Regions from separate parts of the Mus musculus genome. Here region 1 is linked to region 2. A link is a contact called in public promoter capture Hi-C data. All regions are on one chromosome and are shown on one strand. The core of a region is the stretch at or near the end of the contact, and the rest is flanking DNA. Distances in the headings are between cores, read along the strand shown. Region 1 overlaps Sfmbt1 (Scm-like with four mbt domains 1). Region 2 overlaps Tkt (transketolase).

What was found. Capture Hi-C pulls out chosen DNA fragments and counts their contacts.
Region 1: a promoter capture Hi-C map of liver shows a contact between it and region 2. The contact joins two enhancer-like sites. A contact is called at or near these places in 1 of 39 promoter capture datasets (pre-B cells) and 3 of 9 other capture datasets (adipose tissue, liver and pancreatic islet).

Annotation. Positions count from the first base shown.
Region 1 is chr14:30,733,057-30,738,677 of GRCm38.p6, reverse strand. All of the region lies in intron 1 of Sfmbt1 (Scm-like with four mbt domains 1), which reads right to left. Among named protein-coding and RNA genes, the nearest start is that of Sfmbt1, 20 kb to the right of the region's middle. Within about 2 kb of position 3,822, at least 7 of the 459 cell types and tissues checked have an H3K27ac peak or open chromatin away from gene starts, as enhancers often do. A contact at or near this core is called in liver, where this site is marked.
Region 2 is chr14:30,561,469-30,566,686 of GRCm38.p6, reverse strand. It overlaps Tkt (transketolase), which reads right to left. Exons shown (of 14, transcript NM_009388.6): 5 at 1,008-1,199. Among named protein-coding and RNA genes, the nearest start is that of Mir3076, 8.1 kb to the left of the region's middle. Within about 2 kb of position 2,051, at least 130 of the 459 cell types and tissues checked have an H3K27ac peak or open chromatin away from gene starts, as enhancers often do. A contact at or near this core is called in liver, where this site is marked.

The sequences.
Region 1 (5,621 bases), core at 2,573-5,072, 170 kb before region 2:
TTCTCCATTAAAACTTGAAGTATTTTGCCTGGTATAGTTGTACATACCTAGAATCCAAGCACTTGGGAGATGGAGACAGGAAGAGCAAAAGTTCTAAAGTCATCCTTTGTTACATGGCAAGTCTGAGGTCTAATCTTGTCTGAAAACAATACAAAAACCATTATTTAAGTCTATTTTCTACACCAACAACACAATATCCACACTAATTTCTACACTAACAAAACAATACAATTGAGTAAGTATCCTTAGACCAATTAACTCTCTAATCTTTAATCCCACAATAACTTGTTTCTTAAAACAACTCTACAAAGATGGTAGCCTATATCTCTGTCACCACAAGCTCTTTCACATCACTTCTCAAGGGCACAGAACTTAATCAACTGTGCATTCCTTACACCTCCTAGAACCTTCTTCACACCGCAGCTACTTAACATTCGGCATGTGCATTTCTATATTAGATAGAGATACCTAACTCACTAATGTCTAGTCCTAATATGCCCAGTATAGCTGGTAGAAGAATTGGAGAGGCCATCAAAGAGGCCCTGTAAATTCCTTAGGTAGCATCTGGAAGCAATCTGATTGGCTCTCAGTCCTCTTGAAATACTATCAAGAGATGTCCCCAATTTTTTTTGTTTGTTGTTTTTTGAGACAGGGCTTCTCTGTAGCTGTGGCTGTCCTGGAACTCACTCTGTAGACCAGGCTGGCCTCGAACTCAGAAATATGCCTGCCTCTGCCTCCCAAGTGCTGGGATTAAAGGCGTGAGCCACCACACCCAGCAAGATGTCCCCAATTTATGTACACACACACACACACACACACACACACCTGCTGTGTAAACATTGTACGGCACAACTTGCCAGGTTGCCCTGTTCATAAGTCTTTCAAAGTACAAAAAAACTAGATTAACCCTAAACAGCTGCTTATGGTAGCTAATCTCAATTGTCAACTTGATGAATCCTCAATCAACTGAAAAGCTTCTGCATACCTGTGAGAGATTAGGTTGATTAGGTTAATTCAAGTGAGATAACCAACCCACTATGGGTCTCACCATTCATTCCCAGGGGTTCTGGGCTGTATAAAAGGAGAGCTGAGCACCAATGTGCATCAGTCTGCTTCACACTGTAAGTGCCAATGTGACCAGGTCCTTCAACCTCCTGATGCCAAGACCGTCCCACCGAGACTGAACAAACCTATTAACCCATGAGCCAAAATAAACCACTTTGTCCCTTACACTGTTTTTATCAGGGTATTTGGTGACAACTGGAAAAGTAACCAATATACTGCTAATATCCACGTTTCTTTTGCACAGAACATTTCTAGAAATTTTGTAATACTTGGATTTTGGGTATAGTTGTCTTAAGTCCAGTGCTCTAACATTCTTTTGTCTACCTTCATGAGTTAAAACAAAAGTTGCTAGAACAACAAAATAAATGTCAAAAAGAAGGCCACAGAAGAATGAGAACACTTTGAATGAGAAGATCTGGCACAGGGAAAGGGACCTATAGGGTCTAGTAAGCAGCCAAAAATGACTGTGGACTTCTGATCCTCCAGGCTCCATCTCTTAAATTCTGGTATTACAAACGTGTACCCATTGTGCTCCATTTATATGGTGCTAGGAATCAAAGACATGGTAGGCAAGAACTCTAACAATAAGCTATAGCCCCAGCACCCTCCCCCAGCCCTCTAAAAAAAAAAACAGTTTTTAGAAAAGCATTTTATTTTTGGATTTTTAATTGAAAAAAATTTATATAATATATTCAGATCATGGATTCTCCTCCCCAAACTGCTCCCAGACCCTCTCCACCTCCTACCCACCCAACTCCATGCCCTTTAAACAGGCAAACAAAACAAAATTTTAAAAAGACAAAAAAAGAAATGTAAGCAGACACACACACACCCCACCCTAGACCCATAAAAACACAAAATTGGAAGCCATGATATATAAGCAAAAGACTAGTAAGAAAAAATGCTCAAGCAAAGTCATATGTGACAAAAATCTAACAACATCATTGTCTGTTTTGTGCAGGGCTATCTACTGCTGGCATGGGGCCTATCCCTAAATGTGGTTAATATACCCAGTGTGATCCCACTAGAGGAAACTAACTTTCCTTTGTAATTCTAGCACTCCTATGGTAAAACAGGAAGCAGACCCAGAAGAATCACCTTCAGGCTTACCAGTCAACTAACCTGGAGTACACAGCATAGCAGAAACAATAAAGACCAGTCACATTTCATGCGAATATGAGATGCTTATCTTTAATAGTAAATGGTTTCCTGTAACATTTTCTTTGTAAGCTAACTACAAATTCTAAAATTACTGGAGTCCAATTTTCCTAAATTTGCCCCAATCAATCCCATCCAGTAAAACACTAAAGATCAACATACATACACAAATGCGTGCATGCCTTTCCCTATTTACGGAAGATGGGGAAGGAAAACAATAACCAACAAAGCCTAATGCCTATAAGGTCCTCTTGTGCCCCAGTAGCTGTCTCCCTGTCTAAGAGATCACAGGTTCTCCCCAGATGCAGGCCTAGAGCAGGTATTTATTAACAATGGTGAAAGGCAAGTGGAGCAACAGACTTGTTTCTGAAGCTGCCATCCTGCAAGGGACATGCTCTCAGCAGTCACCCCAGGGCAATGCAAGTGAGCGTCCTCCACTCCACTCCCACGCTGAGCCTGAGAACTAGGTGCTTCTTCATAACTCCTCCTCCCTCAAAACACAGCAAACGGCCTGGTGCTCAGTCCTGAAGGTTCTGCTGAGAGCAAAATACACTGCAAATATCTGAAGAGGCTCAGCTTTCTTGGGAAAATGGACATTATAAATTACTATGACTTTTTAAGGTTTTTTTTTATTTGTGTTTTTTTCAAGACAGGGTTTTTCTGTATAGCCCTGGCTGTCCTGGAACTCACTCTGTAGACCAGGTAGGCCTTGAACTCAGAAATCCGCCTGCCTCTGCCTCCCAAGTGCTGGGATTAAAGGCATGCACCACCACGCCCAGCAGTATTTTTAATTTTTTTATGTGTATGTGTGTTTTGCTTGCATAGACCTCTGTGCACAATGTGCATACACAGTGTCTGCAGAGACCAGAATAGAGTATCAGATCTCCTAGAACTGGAGTTACAGTCAGCTGTAAGCCACCATGTGGGTGCTGGGAATTGAGCCTGGGTCCTCTGGAAGAGCAACCAGTGCTTTTAATTTTTACTACTGTAATTTTTAGAAGTGACATTGGGGAAAGGAACCTTGCTAACCTAAAACATTAATCAAATAAGCCCTGTATCATGCTGTAATGAGTTCACTCCCAGAGTGAGACTATCTTGAAAGAAAGAGGAAAGGAAGGAGAGAGGAAGAAAAAAAAAACTGCAAGCAACAAAACATGGCAAGATACTGGCTTCTCACCTTTAAAACCAAAACAAGCCTCGAAATTGCTTGTTGTCCACATACCTCCACTTAACATGCATATATGTCCAGACATTCTTCTCAGTACTAGGAGGCCATGATGAATTCTGTCTTCCCAACAGCCTTTACCATCTTCACCAGAGCAGCTGTGCTAACTGCAAAAGACCCTCACCTGAGATTCCAGCCACTTATGCCTAAACCTCCATTCCAGCTGTATGTTGACTTTGTATAAGCTGCAGATAGTCTCAGGAGGCCATAGAGTATACAGTGCCTGAAACACGCAGCCATGAAGAAGTCACCATAATGGGATGAGACCTAGCGATACTGCTGCTTTGGCGTTACCTACAGTCCTGTACGTAACCCCTCACCCCTCTGAGCTCACCAAGCTGGACTCTGGTGGAAGTGTTACTCAGACTGTCCTTGGTGTCTGACCTGGGGAGAACCGGTGTTTGCTTTTATCACCCCAGGAAAAGCAACAAAGACAAACACAGCTCTTGTCTACATGGATTTCCCAACAGTAAATACAAGCAACAGTGAATTAGAGAACATACTTCTATTTCTCCAACAAGGAACAGTATGTAAAGTATTCTTATATGCATCAGTTTTAGTATTTATTAAGTATGTTTTAAAGTCTTACAATGAACTAAAACTAGCTAAAAACAAGAGCACGTCATGTAGGAATAAGCATCATAAATAAAACCGTGACAGGAAAGGAGCACCTAGCATGAAGGTAATAACAGTCAGGACTGAGTAAGACAATGGAGCTGACCCTCGCTCGCCATCAAAGGTCACTAGGTCCAAGGCACTTGAGAGGCACAAATGGTCCATGCGGAAGGAGTGTGGGACAACCGAAAATGGCAGAAGTGGGCAAGGAAGCAATCACAAGGGCAGTGCTGGCCACATGGGAGTTTAGATTGGTTTTCATCCTCACGGAAGGCTCCCGAGTATGGGAATGACAAAATGAGATCTGAGCAAACAATTGTTTCACATTTACAGGAAATTTACATTTTTAAATAAAAATAACTTTACAAATGCTGTCCCAGCCTAGCGTTTCTGTGTCTTCAGTTTTTATCTTTAGTAATTTATCTAGTATCTGTTTGAGGTAAATTCTGTGTATGGTATTGAAGAGAAATAACAAAACTTTAATCCCAGCATTTGGGAGGCAGAAGCAGGTGGATTTCTGAGTTCAAGGTCAGCCGGGTCTACAGAGTGAGTTCCAGGACAGCCAGGGCTACACAGAGAAACCCTGACTTGAAAAAACCAAAAAAAAAAAAAAAAAAAAAAAACAACCCAAGTCTCTAACCTTGAGCTCATAGAGCCAGGGGAGGGTTGACAAATAATTAGAACTGTAATATAAGAAGAGTATGTACATGGTGGCCCATGCCTTTAATCCCAGCACTCAGGAGGCAGAGACAGGCGGATTTCTGAGTTCAAGGCCAGTCTGTTCTACAAAGTGAGTTCCAGGACAGCCAGGGCTACACAGAGAAACCCTGTCTGGGGGTGGGGGGGAGTATGTAGACTGCTGTGTGTGCCAGGAGAAAAGGTGATTGATACAGCCTCAAGGAGTCCAAAAATGAAGCTCTGGCCTTATAAAGCAAGCAGGGACTTGGCTGATGGAGAATTCCTCTAAGTGCTACCTTCAAACCACTGGTGATATAAAAGAAAATCCAGATACTACTGAAAACTCTTCCTTTACAGCAGTTATAGAAGATTATTGAAGTGGAATGGGGAAAAAGAGTTAATACATAAAACTTGCAACTGTGGTGTCACGGGTATTAATGATTAGAACAGTTTTGGTTTTTGGTTTATTCATTTGTTTTGTTTTGAAGAAGAACAAAAACAACTCTAATAATCTGGTAGGGTGTTCTGGTAGAAGTGTTTACATGTACTATGTTCATTAAAATCTACTACCTGTGCCAGGCATGGTGGCACACACCTTTAGTCCCAGCACTGGAGGCAGAGTCACCTGGATCTCTGTTGCGTTTGAGACCTGGTCTACAGAGCAGGTTCCAGAACTACACAGAGAAACCTTGTCTCAAAAAACATCTTTAAGTAAAACCTAACAATGTACCTCAGAATCTTAAACAAAAATAAGCCAGGCCCCAAAATTAGAGATAATAAATTCCACAAATGAAATGGTGACAAAAGGACAGAAGGGATGATACTCCTCCTAAATGTCAGGAAAACAGAGTTGGTTCTCTGAAAAAATAATGAGGTAGAG
Region 2 (5,218 bases), core at 802-3,301:
CCACTCATTTCCTCCTAAGCCATATTGCAGGCAATGCACTGAGTTTGGAAGCCACTTGTTATTAGATTCACAAAACGCTTGGCTCAGTGTTTATTTGGAGGACACACCTGACCTCCGCAGATGCTGCCAACTCTTCTACACTCAATCACGTTATCCACCACATGTCAAGGAACTGGGACAACTCTGTGCACCTAGCTGGGGAGCGAAGCCAAGGACTTGGACATGCTAGGAAAGAACTTTACCATTGAGCTAGGCCCTCGCCATCACCTTTGGGCATATTAATGAAGATTGTATGTATGTAGCTCAGTGGTAGTAGCACTTGCCAAACACATGAGGCCCCAGTCCCATCCTCAGAAACACACACAGAAACTATAATTTGTCCAAGGTCATGGGTCAAGTTTACATAGGCCCTAGAGGATTATACTCAAGTTTCCAGCCACATATGATCTTGAAAAGACCCTGCAGGCTTGTTGTAGTCATTTCCTTATCTACACAACCGAAAGAATATTCCTAACCCCCACCTCTTCCCTTCGTAAGGTCAAGATACCTTGATGGCTGTACCCCCCAACAGTCACAACAAGATTCATTACAAAGGGCAGCCATGATGCTCACCCAAGTCCTCAAACCCTGTCCTTTAAATCCCCCTCAGGCAGTGTGGCCCCTCAGAGCCACCAGCTCCATCCAGAGTATCTCGTCTTTGGGGCTGAGGAGCCATGCTGAGGTGAGGAGCCTTCAGGCTGGCGCATGCTTCCCTGCTTTGCAGCACTTGGTTTGGAATTCACTGCAATGAAATCTCAGGTAGGAAAGCCCTGACATCAGGTCTCTAGGGGAGGAAGCCTGTCCCTAACCCCCAGGCTGGCTTGGGTCCCCAAACACATGGGTTTCCTGTCCCATCCTCACGGTCAACTTACGGAGCCTGTATACAACTGTGTCTAGGTGGTAGGCTGTACAACCATGTAAAAGAGCCCTTGCTTTAAAGGAGCCCCTCTCAGGCCATCCGTACGTACCCAAAGGCCTCACAGCGCTTCTGGTAGATGTCCACCTGGTGCTGCAGCGGGGCTGGGTCGCTCTGGCCCAGGCGGTTGATGTCAAAAATGGCAACGAGGTTGTCCAGCTTGTAAATTCCAGCAAAGGCCATGGCCTCCCAGACGGAGCCCTCGGAGACCTCCCCGTCTCCCAGCATGCAATAGACTCGGTAGCTGTGAACAAAAGGCAGGTTGTAGGGCTGGTCCCTCTCCCCTGGGAGTGTGAAGCTCTCAATACCACCCTTCCCAGAAAACCTATCAGGCAGCCTATGGAGAGCGGGCAACAGGGATCTGGAAGGGTCATCAGTATCACTAGGATCCTAATGGCTGGCCCACAAGAGATGACGGGGACAAGAGGAAACTAAGGAGACATGGTCGGAAGGACTTGAGAGGCAAGTCCTCTAGCAGGAGGGGAACTTGGGAGCCAGGCTCAGTCCACCTAGGGGAAGAACAGGCACAATTGCTTGGCATAGGAACTAGGTGTCTCAGAGGCAGGCTCCTTTGAAGCCCAGGACTTTGTCCTAGGCCTTTCTCCCGTGGGGCTTCCTCTCAATACAGGCAAGTGTGGTCTTCTCAAAGCATAGCGGCGAGGTACGAGCATGAAATCAGGACACGGCACTCAGAGAACACAAGTTTTGTCATGGAAGGGTGGGGCTAGAGCCAGGGGACTGGTTCTGAGAGTCCCAGAAGAGGTGAGGGTCTGGAGGTGAGGTAGCAGCGCCATAGCTGGTGCAGGGCCCTGAACTCAGTGACATTCTTGAGATGAATTCTCCAAATCCAGAGACCAAGAAAACATTCCACAGTCAAAGGACTTGTCTGAAGGTTACTGCATCCTGGACTGGCATCTCCTTGCTATATTAAAATACATGCAGGAGGGGTGATAGGATGGGGGTGGGGTACCCCTACATCTTGCCTGGTGTCCAACCATGTGGCTCCGGCTGGCCAGGCTCACAGAGGACATAGATACTCCCTAGCTGTTCCTGAGAAAGGCCCTCAAAGTGACTGCAGGCCCAGGGCCAGGCAGTCAGAGCTGTCAGCATGACTCAGCACTTCCGCAGCCAGAACTCCCTTCATGCTTCCTGCTTGGGGCTTCTCTTGTAAGGTGTTTGTTAGATGGGATCACTGGTTACCCTGGCTAGGAGGGACTATAACTTGGTTTTCCCAAGTTGCCTTTTCTCTCCCTGCAGGTTACCAGGGGCCCCAAAACCCCAAGGGAGCTCTGGCCTGACACAGCAGCTCCCCATGATAGAAGCCAAAGAGGCAGCCATGTAGGGATCCTGACCTCCACAAAGAGCTTCTTGGGGGGGGGGGGATATATGAATGGTTGTGTCACATGCTCAACACATATCCGGAAAGTCAGACAGGCACCAAGCGGGGTTACAGCATAGTCTTGTATGTCAAGATTAGGGACAAGGCTGGCCCCAGAGGGTCAGAAGACTAACGTGAGGGGGGGACCCTAAGGTCCTGAGATGCTAGTCTGAATAGATGTGGGGGTCTAGAGAAACCCTAGCTGGAGATGCCTGTCCTGTCCATTTGAATACAGGTATCAGTATCGCTCTCTAGAGATACCCAGCCAATGACAGAATTCTTAATACTAGACTTGCTCAGGGTTCAAAAAATTCAAAGATGTTGGGGCTTGGGGAACAAGTCAGTAGAAGAGTTGCTAGCTTACTATAATCAAGGCCTTAGCTTCCCTGCGCCCCCTCCCCCAAAAAATCAAAGATATAAGATGTGCTTAAAAACTTAGGCCAGTCCAAAACCAACAACAGTTTCAGGTTGAGGTGCCTGCCTAATGTGTGTGATTCCTTTTTTTGTTGTGAAGACAGAGTCTCACTATGTAGCCTTGACTCTGCTCTGCAGCCTGAATGGAGGGATTAAAGGCAGCAGGCAGGCTTAATGTTAATTGTGATAAATTCCATCTACTCTACTCTTTAGATAGCAGAAATAAAAGCTCTACTAGATTAGAGGAGAAACTAAAAAATAAATAAGGGTCAGGAGCTGCAAAGATGAATTCATGAGCTCGGATAAAGATAAAGCCAGTGTTCACACAGTAGAGCTATCTGGAAACCACTTCGCATAGAAGGCACGGCTAAACGAAATATAGTATGTCTACAGGACATTATACAGCCACTAAAACAGCCCTGGCTCACTGGGCATGGTGGCGCACGCCTGTAATCCCAGCACTCGGGAGGCAGAGGCAGCCAGATTTCTGAGTTCGAGGGCAGCCTGGTCTACAAAGTGAATTCCAGGACAGCCAGGGCTATACAGAGAAACCCTGTCTCGAAAAACCAAAGGAAAACAAAAAACAAAAAACAAAAAACTTCCTTTGCTCATTAAACACTGAGAAAATGCCCATGAAAGACTGTTTAGATGTTTTAGGGCTCAGCAGGTAATGGCACCTGATGCCTTATTATTCTCCAGTAAACCTCTGGCTTCCACACCTCGCCATGGATGCTATGCGCAAATGGGGCCGGGGAGGGGAGGGAGACTGTGTTAAAAAGCAAGATGTGAGAGCCGGGCGTGGTGGCGCACGCCTTTAATCCCAGCACTCGGGAGGCAGAGGCAGGTGGATCTCTGAGTTCGAGGCCAGCCTGGTCTACAAAGTGAGTTCCAGGACAGCCAGGGCTATACAGAGAAACCCTGTCTCGAAAAATCAAAAAAAATAAAAAAAAATGGGCTGGTGAGATGGCTCAGTGGGTTAGAGCACCCGACTGCTCTTCCGAAGGTCCAGAGTTCAAATCCCAGCAACCACATGGTGGCTCACAACCATCCATAACGAGATCTGACTCCCTCTTCTGGTGTATCTGAAGACAGCTACAGTGTACTTACATATAATAAATAAATAAATCTTTAAAAAAAAAAAAAAAAAAAAAAAAAAGCAAGATGTGAACTTATATTAGGATTACAAATTTGTAAGCCTTTTTATGAAGACTTTGAGGGCAAGAAATATATTATTAGATTTAAATTAGGGCAAGGGGTTAAGAAAAGAAACTGAAGCAGGATGATCAGAAATTCAAGGTTAGCCACAGCAACTTAGCAAAATATAGATAAATAATAAAATGAAGAGCTAAGGTATATGCATGCTCTCTCTCTCTCTCTCTCTCTCTCTCCCTCTCTCTCTCTCTCTCTCTCTCTCATGACTGCTCAGTGCTGAACTGGCAATATCAACATGTCATTCCATGAGGGGCTGTTGTCTTCTGGGAGATCTGAATTTTAAATTATGTTTTTCATTGAACAGCTCTCTAGGATGCAGGTCTTTTTGGAAGTGCTACTAAACTTAGAGTATTTTATCCTTGTAAATAAGAATTTTAGCTATGCAAATGATAGGTCACAAAGACTATTAGACGTGTGTGTAAAGTATTGTAGTTTTGAAAACCCTGGAACAATGTTTTATTGTCCTTGAATTTCAAAGAGTAACATACTAGGAATTTGAAAACACTGAGAAATTTTTTTAAAAAAATTATCATTGATGAATAAATGATCTTAAAAACAAAACTTTTAAAAGACCTTACAGGGATACCACGGCAGTAGCCCACGCAGCTCTATCGGGGTGCTACCGCTGGGTGCCTGGCTGGGCCTGATAATCTCTTGGTGCCCTAAGCGATCTGAGTCCCCCCCACCCTCTGGGTACTGTCTGAGGGCCCAGGTCTCAGCCAAGCCTGGCTCTACGCCAACACAGCCTCTGGGAACTAAAGCCCTTCTCTCTACACTGGCTTGTTCTATTATGTTGAGGTCAGAAAATGATCCTTCACGGGGAATTATTTCAAGCAACTGTAGGGAATAATTAACTCACATCTATGGTTCTAGGCCAGATAAAATGTTCTTAAACATGCACCTCATTCTCTGAGACACATCACCTCAGAGTGAATCACTTCTGGGTGCGGCTACGCCAGCCCTAAAGCTCAATAGCTGTCATCCCAGTGACCCTGGACTGGAGGCTGGGTACTGGAAGGATTGGGGCTCTCCCAGAGACTAACTTTGAAGCCCCCCCTGTCCCCGCAAAGAACTTCCTGCGAACAGTAGGTACTCTCCAGTGTGTAGGGAGAGCAGTCAAGCTTCGTGCAGCTGCCTGTCCTCAGAGGGACCTGGCTGTGGCCACTCTTCTGTGGCGTTGGCCTTCAGGGAAGTGGGATGTCCCTGGCTATGGGCCAGTCCCCTCCAGTTTTCCTCGGAAGCTCTTTGCCCACAGGGTA